Linked DNA regions of Mus musculus: all the other regions are linked to region 3. The links are chromatin contacts, called in public HiCAR-type and promoter capture Hi-C maps. All regions are on one chromosome and are shown on one strand. Each heading gives the region's core, a stretch centred on a gene start, on an enhancer-like site or on the middle of the called end of the contact. The rest is flanking DNA. Distances are from core to core; before and after follow the strand shown.

What was found. HiCAR-type assays count read pairs that join an accessible place to other places. Capture Hi-C pulls out chosen DNA fragments and counts their contacts.
Region 1: a contact with region 3 is called in a promoter capture Hi-C map of adipose tissue, with 5 times the contacts expected there. The contact joins the promoter of Elac2 here to the promoter of Tmem220 in region 3. A contact is called at or near these places in 3 of 39 promoter capture datasets (erythroid cells, hippocampal neurons and pre-B cells), 4 of 115 datasets of contacts at active chromatin or transcription factors (astrocytes, embryonic stem cells, large pre-B cells and 1 more) and 2 of 9 other capture datasets (adipose tissue and liver).
Region 2: a contact with region 3 is called in a HiCAR-type map of astrocytes, with 6 times the contacts expected there. The contact joins the promoter of 2810001G20Rik here to the promoter of Tmem220 in region 3. A contact is called at or near these places in 1 of 39 promoter capture datasets (pre-B cells) and 1 of 115 datasets of contacts at active chromatin or transcription factors (astrocytes).

Annotation. Positions count from the first base shown.
Region 1 is chr11:64,977,709-64,981,370 of GRCm38.p6, forward strand. It overlaps Elac2 (elaC ribonuclease Z 2), which reads left to right and starts at 1,327. Exons shown (of 24, transcript NM_001362983.1): 1 at 1,327-1,623; 2 at 2,010-2,060; 3 at 2,199-2,269; 4 at 2,900-2,964. The coding sequence starts at 1,403.
Region 2 is chr11:64,078,076-64,081,710 of GRCm38.p6, forward strand. It overlaps 2810001G20Rik (RIKEN cDNA 2810001G20 gene), which reads left to right and starts at 1,409. Exons shown (of 2, transcript NR_033780.1): 1 at 1,409-1,702. Cox10 (heme A:farnesyltransferase cytochrome c oxidase assembly factor 10) reads right to left here and starts at 1,397. Exons shown (of 7, transcript NM_178379.3): 1 at 1,261-1,397. The coding sequence starts at 1,303.
Region 3 is chr11:67,023,464-67,026,879 of GRCm38.p6, forward strand. It overlaps Tmem220 (transmembrane protein 220), which reads left to right and starts at 1,691. Exons shown (of 6, transcript NM_001291042.1): 1 at 1,691-1,808; 2 at 2,446-2,475. The coding sequence starts at 1,716.

The DNA of each region.
Region 1 (3,662 bases), core at 77-2,576, 2.0 Mb before region 3:
AAGTTGGGAAAGGGTCTCATGTAGCCCCAGGTTCACCTCCAACTCACTATCTTGATTGTCCAGCTCCAGCCTCAGAGCCACCTGACAGTCCAGCCTCAGACATCTGACAGTCTCCCTGAATACTTGTTTAAATACATTTCCTGCAGGTGGCAACATTTTCTTCTCCATAAATTTCTATTATTTATTCTGCGTATCTCTTTAGTGCCACTCAAAGCACCGACCATCAAAGGGCCTTTAGCCAACCAAGCATGCCAAATACGACTCTGGCAGGCCTTGGCTTCACCGCCATACCCTCCATCTTGCTAAAAATCATTAGATTACATCCATAAAGCTAGACACCAAGGTCTATTCCCTTATTTGACCATTTTCTCCTCTTGAGGCTGACCACTAAGGTCCAGCTAACAAAGCACTGAAGTCCAGCCCCTTGAAAAGCCCCCTTTGGCTTATGTAATTAATATACACAATCAAAACAAACCAACTTATCCTAACATCGGATTTTTTTTTTAACCTTTATGAACTGTTATTTGCCTATGGGTCGGTCTCCTCCCTATCCAGAGGCAGCCCTTCGTGTTTCGGGTGCAAATACTCCTCTCTCCTCTCTCTTGACCCTTTTCTCTTCGTCCTAGTCTCTATCTTCTTTCTTTGTCTCTTATTCACTGCCTTTTGTCTCTCTGGGGAAAATAAATCTCCTTTGTTCTGAGAACTTGGTCTTGGGGTGTCCTAAGTCGACTTTCGAGGTCCCCACAGCCATGTTAATTCTAAATATCTCCCAAAGATAAGCACTGTTAAACTATTTCCGTCTTGAAGTAAGGAATGCAAGGCAGAGAGGACCGGCTCATAACAGCAATAAGACGCAACACTACGAAGTTTACTTAGTCTTTTCATCTCTATTCTCACGCCAAAACAAAGAATATCATCTGAAATGTGTTCTTATGGTGGAAATCAAATTAGCCAGATCTATCTCCCATGAGATCGTCACCATCATCATAAGCAAGAACAATGCAAACTTGGAATACTTTTGTCGAAGGGCAGAGCTCCTGACAGAAGACGATGAACCTGAAAAAGACTCAGTCCTTTCCCAGTAATGCCTTTCGAGTACTTGCACTCTCAGAAGTCCCGCTTCCGCCAAGTGACAGTAACCGGAAAACGTCAACAGGGAAAGCCGGAACCGGTGAGGGGGGCGGGGCCTCCGGCGACGCTCTAGCTTTCGCTTACTCTACGTCCACCTTGATTGACAGACTCCGAGCTCCAAGGCTCGTTACGATTGGATGCGGAGCTTTGGATGGGCGGGCAGCTAGCGCGGCGGCGCGCTGATTGGTCAGTTCCGCCATGCGGTGGAGGGGCGGTGCTTGTGGCGGCGTGAGGGGTCTGGCTGCCTTGTCAGCCTGGTGTGGTCGGGTGCATGTGGGCGCTCCGCTCACTGTTGCGTCCCCTTGGCCTGCGCACCATGTCGCAGGGTTCGGCTCGTCGGCCGCGGCCATCCAAAGACCCACTGCGACACCTGCGTACGCGGGAGAAGCGCGGCCCGGGTCCCGGGGGCCCGAACACCGTGTACCTGCAGGTGGTGGCGGCGGGCGGCCGGGACGCGGGGGCTGCTCTCTATGTCTTCTCGGAATACAACAGGTCAGAGTGGGCCGACAGCCCTGGGGGATTGGCCCCAGCGCCACGTGCTCGGGAGGCCTCCTGTCCAATCCTGTATATATCCCTTACCTCCCTTAGTCAGCATGGCTTTCAGGTATCCGGGCAAAACTTCCCGTGCCCCGACTCTCACCATCACCATCCCAAAGCGGGGGCCTCACCGTGAGTGTGTGGGCTAGACCGGTTTCATAAGTCGATGGGGAAAGACATCACTCCCCATTGATCTATACCAAACTACACTCTTCCGTCACTAACCAAAGAGGGCTCAAAACCTACTAGGCAGTATGAGAACCCTGTCATTTATGTCGCTGTATCTACAGTAAAGCATTTTACAGAGTATACTTGTAAGTACAGTAATGTTCCTCCTGTAGGTACCTTTTTAACTGCGGAGAAGGCGTCCAACGACTTATGCAGGAACACAAGTGAGTCAACTCCTGGCTTCTGGGGTGGAGATGATTATGGGCTTGAAAGCTGAGGTGAGAGGCAGATGAGACTTCTCAGCAGACACGGTCTCTGGTCGTCTTTGTTTCATCTGGCTGAAATGTATGTTTTTTTCTTAGACTGAAAGTCGCTCGCTTGGACAACATCTTTCTGACTCGGATGCATTGGTCAAATGTTGGGGGGTTGTGTGGTGAGTATGTGTTTGGAGGTCAGGGGCCGGTGGGAAGTTTCTGGGGGCTTAACATGGCTTGCAGCTCATTTGTTCATCTTCCTAGCCCAGGGGAGATAGAATTCCTGGTACACTAGCTTAGTCAGCTTGAGTAGGGGGTGTGAAAACCTAGACTCGGAAAAGTAGGCCTTGATATGGTTACAACCTCCACCTGGACCACAGATTTAACAACAGAGTGCTGTGGTGGGTGCTGATCAGACTCTGCAGCTGGATTCAGACACATACTGTCATCCAGACTGTGTGGCTGCCAGATTTTGAAAGCATAGTAGTATGGGCAGAGGAGAGAATGAGGTAGTGGACTGTGCCCTCCTCCCCCTTGCATAGCAGACCCTGCTCTGATGCATGGTTAGATCAATGCTAACATTATTTTCTCTTTATGTATTGTATAGTTGCTTATACCCTAGAACAGGGACACGTAGGTAAATAACTAGTATAGCCAGAAGCACCCCACCACCATGCACACACACACACACACACACACACACACACACACACACACACACACACACACATACCACATACCGGACAGGGCCTGCAGGCTAAGTTGAGAGTGCTGGATTTTTATTTATTTTCTCTTTACATTCTTTTAAGGAATGATTTTAACTTTAAAGGAAACCGGGCTTCCCAAATGTGTTCTGTCTGGACCACCACAGCTGGTGAGTGTCTCCTGGTCACCCGTTAAAACCACCTCCTTTAAAAATGGTAGCAGTCTTCATTTTTGTAACTTAACCTTCTGCCCTCAAGGATAACAGGTAGTGGAGTTAAACACATCTCCTTTCATAGTATGTAAATACTAACTGTGTGGTCCTGGGTGAGCTACTTTGCCTCTCAGCCCCAATTTCTTAATTTATAAAGTGGCCAGAATGATCCATAGGTTGTTAAAGTTGAATTGCGTGAAGTGGTACATGGGAGGGACTAAATCACTCACTATGGTACCAAAGAAGGACTTCATGAATTACAGCGTTCTTTCTTTCCTATTCAACTTAAGACATCTAACTTTGTCTCTAGCTTCTCTTCTTCCTCCTTGAGCTTTCACTCTCTGTGAACCAAATTAGCCTTGCTTGTCAGTTCCTACTTCTCAGCAGTCCTCCCCTGTGTGGCAGCCAGAACATGGTGTACATGCAGGGCACTGCTTCCCGCCCTAAGCTTTCCCTGTGTGGTGTGTGTGTGATCCACAGGGTGGTCTTTAAGTCCCACAAGCCCAGGCTGCTGTTCATACTTCTACCTGTGTCATCGAGCTGGAGCCACGAGGGCCAGCCCTGCCCCTTGTCTTGCTTTCAAAAGTCATTCCCCCTGGAGGTGTACCACACAAGTTGGTGTCTGCCCCGTCTTTCATTTCTTTCAGAGTACCTGA
Region 2 (3,635 bases), core at 159-2,658, 2.9 Mb before region 3:
TTTTTATTTTAGAAAATGACAGTCATATGAAAAGAGGTGTCCAAGGAGGCTCTATCACTCAACGCACAGCTTTGACAATTACCAAGTACTGCCCAACTTTGTCTCTTCTACCCACCCTTCCACTTCCTGCCCTGGTTTATGAGCCAGAAGGTACCTTTGAGATCACCTAGCTCAGTTACCTTATTATAGACGCGTAAATGTTTCATTAAAGAAAGTCAAATGATCTGCACTGGGATCATACAAACGCACGGGAGAAAAGAGCTCTACAGAAGCACAGTGATCACCACAGTCAGCCAGACACAGTGGGCAGTGTGTAAGTGACAGGGAGGCCTACAGGATGGTTCTGGGCTGTGAGAAGGTACACAATGGCTTCCACTATCTTGTCTGTACTATAGATCACTTTGCCACCATCCATGGATACTAGTCACAAAACCAACCTCCTCTTTAAAATTTCTACCAGCACAATCTCATTCATTCACAAATGACTGAGCATCACCAATGCACATAGGCATTGCTCTGGGCATGAGGGATACAGTGGTGAACCAGGGAGACAGACTATCTTTACTTTCACAAAGTGTTTCTCTTACTGGGAGGAACACACTAAATTGTTGCACATCTGTACTGCAGGTGTGAACAATTACACCGTGTGTTATTCATGATAAATTAATATGATATAAGAAAAGAAGGATAAAGACTCCTATTTTAGTTAGAGTGCTAAGGTTGGCCTCCCTGAAAAGGTAAAATATAGGAGCTTTTCAAGAGTTTGTGATAAACACACATCTGTCAAAAGTCCTTCTGATGGAAGGAGCCATACTGATGGTACAGCGCTGGCTCAATGGGATTCAGTTGGCAGTTATCATTATCATGGTGATTAAGGTAACACTTTAAGCTGGAAGACAGCTCCTTAACGGGGGGGGGGGGGGGGGGGAGGTGCGCTTCTTGTCATTAAAAGGCGGTGGCCAGGAACCGCGGCTCTCATGTGCCAGGCTTGTGGAGCCCCATGGTTTATCCTGTCCCTCCATCTTGCACTGTCTGAAACTCCAAAGAGCACGGGATATCAAGCCTTAGGGACCACCTGGCCTACGGTGCAAAGCTGGTCCACAATACTTGGCCTCGTCCCTTCAGGTGACCCTAAAGGTCACCTCCCTGCCAAGTGACAAGCCAAGGGCTTCCAAGGTTGCAGGCGGCCGGCAACACGGTACCGCACATGGCAAAAAAGAAAACAATTCGTCCACGATCATTCCCAACCGGGTACAATACCTGTGAGGAGGCGCGAGGAAATGGTGTGCGGGGACGCGGCCATAACGTACTGGTGCAGCAGTCCCCAGGACCCCAGGACGCCTCTCACCTCACCGGCTCCTGGGCGCCGCCATCTTGCTAGCCCGCCCTCTGAGTGAGGCGGGACTTCCTCTTGTCACTTCCGGCTCCCAGCGCTCTCTGAAAGCTAGGCTAGCGGAGCTTATAAAGATCGGATGGTAGAGCTTTCGCTTTCCCCTCAGACGCTCCAGATGTAGACTAGGTGAGCTCTCTGCCCGGGAGGGACAGATCGTCGGAGCCCGCGGGCGGAAGGCGAGTCGTGGCGGGGTTAGGGCTCTGGAGTCCGGCCCGGCCCGGCAGTCCCCTGAGCTTGAAAGAATTGAATGCCTCCTCAGTTGTCACCCAGGCTGATCTTGCGCAGGCTGTTGGCTTCTCGTGGAGTTTGGTAAGTAAAAAAACGAGGAAGAAAGAAACTCATTAAAAGAGCAAAACATGACTTACAAGGGCAGTTTGTGTTTGCTTTCAGCGATGAGGTGAGATCTCTGTGGTTCACCTCAGGTGCTGATCAGGGGCCACTGAGACAGGAGTTTGTGTAAGAGCACGCACTGTGTCTCTGCAGCAAGAACTGGTCATGGTGAGCGTCATCCCGATAGGGATAAGGTAGAAAGCGCTATGGAATGAGGTTAGCATTTCTGTGAAGTAGGCTAAAGAAAGGCTTTGAAGAGCCAACTTGCTGCTCAGTAGAAGGAACTGTGAGAGTTTTCCAGTTTACCAGGAAGACAGAGCAGAGAATGGGATTTTCTGAGGCCCATCACAGTTCATCACTGTGGACCTAGGATAATGGTTGTCCCCATCAAATTAATCTTAGACTAAGGAAGAAGAGGATGGATTTCTGGTGAATAACTGAAAAGTTAACAACTGTTCAATCCACTGTTTTTCGAGCACTTTGAAATGCTGTGTTAAGTGAAATATTACAAAGTACAAACCTTAAATCAACAAATGAAAAGCACAATTTGGGATCTAATCACACCAACAGTGAGTGCTGCTTAGGGGAGGCCTTCTGCTTTACAGCTATCTTGGTTAATTAGACCCACTGTTCCTGGAACTCTGATCATCATAAATAAGTTAGCCCTTTACAAACTAGATCTCAGATACCTAACTCAATGGTTACATGGTATGGAACCTGAGGGCTAGAGAGATTGCGTGATTCAAACTGTAGATTGTATAGCAGTCTACTGTACTTCCTATCTCTTTATAGTTGTCTCTTAAAATTTGTGTTATAAAACCAAAAAGTGATAGGACTGTACACCTATAAGATGGCTATAAACAAAATTAATCAATAGCAGGAGTTAACAAGTTAGTGAAGAAGTAGGAATCCTGATACATTGTTTATAGGAATATAAAATATTGTAGCCACTTTGGAAAAGCAGTTTAGGTGTTCCTCAATAAGTTAAACACAGCGCTACCTCCTGACCCAGCTGTGCCTTTCCCAGGTATATTCCCAAGACAAATGACAGCATTCATTCACTCATAATATCCCAAAGTGGATATAACTCAAGTTATACATCAACTGATATTCTGTGACATATCCACATACTGGCCTATTTGCCATGAAATGAAAATAAAGTGCAAATACATACTACAACCATGAAAACAATACTAAGTTGAAGAAATCAATCACAAAAGGCCATGTATTAGATAGTTTCCATGTGTATGAAAATTCCAGAATTCTTAAGTCATTAAAGAGAGGCAGTAGGTAAGTAATTACCTGGTGCTAGTGGGAGGAGTAGAGAGAAAAGAGGAATGTCGCTGGTGGGTACAGGGCTCATTTAGATAGAGAGAAAATGAAAATAGTCCTAAATTGATTGTGGGGTGGTTATACAACTTTCAATATACTTAAAACCTTAGTGTAGACAGTTGATACCAATTTTGTAGATGTAAAATTTTATGAAGATAGTTGTATATAAGTATCTTCATATATTTCATACATGAATACATTATGGAGATAATAGGTGTTATTTTCATAGAAATTGTCTAAAGACTGTCCAACTCTGTCTTAGTTAGAGGTTCCCTTGCTGTGAAGAAGTACCACGACCACAGCAACACTTACAAGGGAAAGCATTTAACGGAGGGTGGCTGACATACAGTTCAGAGGTTTAGTTCATATCATCATGGAGGGAAGCATAGTGCCATTCAGGCAGGCATGGTGCTGGAGAGCCGAGAGTTCTACATCAGCATGTGAAGGCAGCAGGAAAAGACTGGGCCTGGCTTGAGCACCTGAGACCTGAAAGCCCACCCCTTAGTGACACACTTCCTCCAACAAGGCCACACCTCCTAATAGGACCATTCCCTATGGGCCTATGTGGGTCTTTTTTTTT
Region 3 (3,416 bases), core at 441-2,940:
TGTCTGGACTCCACCCCCACAGTTACCTGGCAACAGCCAGGTAGGCCTGGCCCACTATAAAAGGGGCTGCTTGGCCCCTCTTCTCTCTCTTACTCTCTTACTCTCTTGCCTCTTGCTTCTTGCCCCTTGCTCCCTCTTTCTCCCCATTCACTTCCTTTCTCTCCACGTGGTCATGGCCGACCTCTACTTCTCTACCCTCTCTCTCTTTGCCTTTCCCTGCCTCTACTGCCCTCTTTACTCCCCTCCTTGCGCCCTAAATAAACTATTCCATACTATACTGTTGTGTGGCTGGTCCCTCAGAGGGAAGGGATACCTTGGCATGGACCCACGGAGACATCTCCTTCCCCACACCCTGCCAGAACATATTCTTATAGCTCTTTCTTTTTTTATGATCACAACAAAGGTGGCCCTCAACCATAAAATTATTTTTGTTGCTATTCATAATTGTAATCTTGCTACTGTTATAAATCATAATGCAAATCTGCTTTCTGGTGGTCTTAGGGGAACTCTATGAAAGGGTCCTTTGGCCCCCTCGAAGGGGTCGCGACCCACAAGTTGAGAAGTGCTGCTCTAAAGGCTGCCCTTGAATGGAAAACACTTCTGAGAAGTTGATCTTTTTCTTCTTTTAGTTAAAAGGAAAGCAGAACAGTCAGGCACCCAAAATGCAGGATTTGAGGTGACAAAGACTATTTAGAATAACAATGATTCGGTCTATGCATGTGTAAATGAGCCCAAAGAAGAGCTACTCCGTAGCTTACACAACAGGAAACTGGCTGAAATAAGTGAGCAGAGAGCTGCCAATACTTCCAAGTCTTCCCTTTCTAAGAAATGCATAGCAAATGAGTGTTGGAAACGTTGGTTTTGCAGATGGGTTAGAAATATAAATATGTATAATACATAAATAAATATCTTATATGATGAGAGCACGTGAAGGTAAAGGGAGCTGCCTCTGGAACTCACTTCAGAAATGTCGCAATGTTTTCCTCCCTCTGGAAGCACGGGAGCTTTAAAAAGAAGCACTTAAATACTAATTCCAGCACTATTTAGGACTATGAATGTGTAAATGAGACCAGACTGTGAGTTTGAAGTTAGTGTGTTTTATATAGTGAGTTCCAGGACAGCCACTGGACCCTTTCACAGAAAACGGAAAAACAAAAACAAAAACAAAACCTAACCAGAACACGCGCGCTAGCGCGTCCTTTTTCTTTTCCTTTCTCTTCTTCATTTGCGTTTCTGGTTTGTTCTGTTGTGTTTGTTTTGTTTCTTTCATTTGCTTTGTTTGTTTGTTTGTTTGTTTGTTTTGTTTTGTTTTTTCGAGACAGGGTTTCTCTGTGTAGCCCTGGCTGTCCTGGAACTCACTTTGTAGACCAGGCCTGCCTCTACCTCCCGAGTGCTGGGATTAAAGGCGTGCGCCACCACGCCCGGCTTCATTTGCTTTTTTAATGAGAGAAAGAATAAGGGAAAAGAAAGGCACATGCCAATGATACACTTTATCCACTAGAGAGCGCCGCAAGACCGTTCTAGACCTGAGGAGGGCGGGGAGGGAAGAAGGGCTCGCCTCGCCCTTGTATCCCCGCTCCCGCTGTCTGAGCCCTGCCCCTTGTCCCTCCCCCACCTACTACGCCCCGCCCCTCCTGGGTACCGCCCCGCTAGCCCAGCCTCGCCCTCTGGCCACGCCCCTCTGGGGCCTGTCCTGCTCCTCCGGCTTCCAGGTCATGGCGCCAGCAGTGGCTACTTGGGCTCCCGGCTTGTGGCGGGCCTGCAACGCACTCATGGCAGCTTTCTTCGCCCTGGCCGCTGTGGTGCAGGTCAGGCGGGCTGAGGAGGGCTGGCAGAGGGACCGCGAAGCCTGGGCGACCAGTTCTCAGGGTGGAGCCGAATTGGGACCCACAGAGTCCTTTCAAGCAGAAAGAACATGGATGAATATGTGTAGTTAGGCAACGCACTCAGAGCTTGACCTAGCGGCCCCGCGTGCAAGTTTGTGCAGCCGGTCACTTAGAAAGGGGCCCAGAACCGCAGCTCTGACACCTTTTCGAATCTTCAGCCTCAGTGAGATGGGTTTTAGCGCCTGGGAGGAAAGTGGAAATAGAATAGACAGCATCCTTACCCTTCCTAGACCTCTTCCTGATCATCCTCAGGGTGACTGCCCTCGTATCTTGGGACCTAGGATTTTCATATACACTATAATAGTTCTTAGGAAATCCCAAGCAGTTATTTTCAAAAGATGCATGGCTGGGTGGTTAGATCTACCTGTTGTGTTCAACCGAGAGGAGAGTCCCTGCTGCCATCGGGATGTGCAGACTGCTAAACTAGCTCATGGTGTTATGTACCCTGAGCCCATTGTAGCGCCTAGTTCTTCGCAATGAATAGTAAACACAAGGCCAGACCAGACAGAGGATACATGGATCTAATGTGAGCTAACACCTTGACGTTTTGACATTCTAGGTAAACGATCCAGATGCAGAGTTGTGGGTGGTGAGTATGAGCTACTTGCAAAACGTTCCTCCATTTGACACGACTACACTCTGATCCTGGGACTCTTGTCTAAAACCCAGAAATTAATACCTCTGTGAGCTCATGTCCCTAATTTTTCGCATCGGAGGGGGAAATCACTCTGATCATATAACTGATGGAGATGTGAATTCTGAACTTTCTGTAGACACGAAAGTCTTTCTGCAGAGAGAGCTTATACCAGCGACTCCCACTTCCCATGACTACACCGGGCATGACAGTAAGAGCTCCTGTCTTTGCTAAGGACTTACAACATGCTAGTCATTTGACATACATTATGCTAACCTTTATGACAGCCGTAACAAGGATGTGTGCCGGTTATATCCATCTGTGACTTTTGTTCTCAGACAACAATAGACCGTCTTGGAGGCAGACTGCACAGTATCACTGAGAAACTCATTCTTGGGTTTGGGGACAGTGTTCACTGTATAGAGAGCAGTGAGTGAGAACACCAGGAATGCAGAGCTGAGTTCTAGCCTGGTTTGAATGTTGGTGCAGTAGAACCATGGCCTGAAACTGCTTGTTATCCAGAGTCCCCTCTCCCCAAATTAGATGACCTCCTCAGCATTTTGCTCCATAGCCTGAGTTCACAATCATATCTCATATATCCCCTCAGGAAGCTCCATGTTGATTCTCTAAAAGATGGCTCCAAATAGCCACCAGCACCACCATGCTGCTCTGTGAAACCTGTCTGGGATCCCACAGAACACCTCCTCCCTAAGCCTCGTCCACCTCCTGACTGACCCAGCAATTTCTGTTCTCAGCAGAGCTACTAGGCATCTTCACTCAATACCTGTTGCCTTTAACATCACTGCCCTGAGATGCTGTCAAAAGTAAAAAAAGAATTCAGCAGCATCCATTCTAGGCATAGGTACATGCACAGTGCCTGAGTACCCTACCTTTGC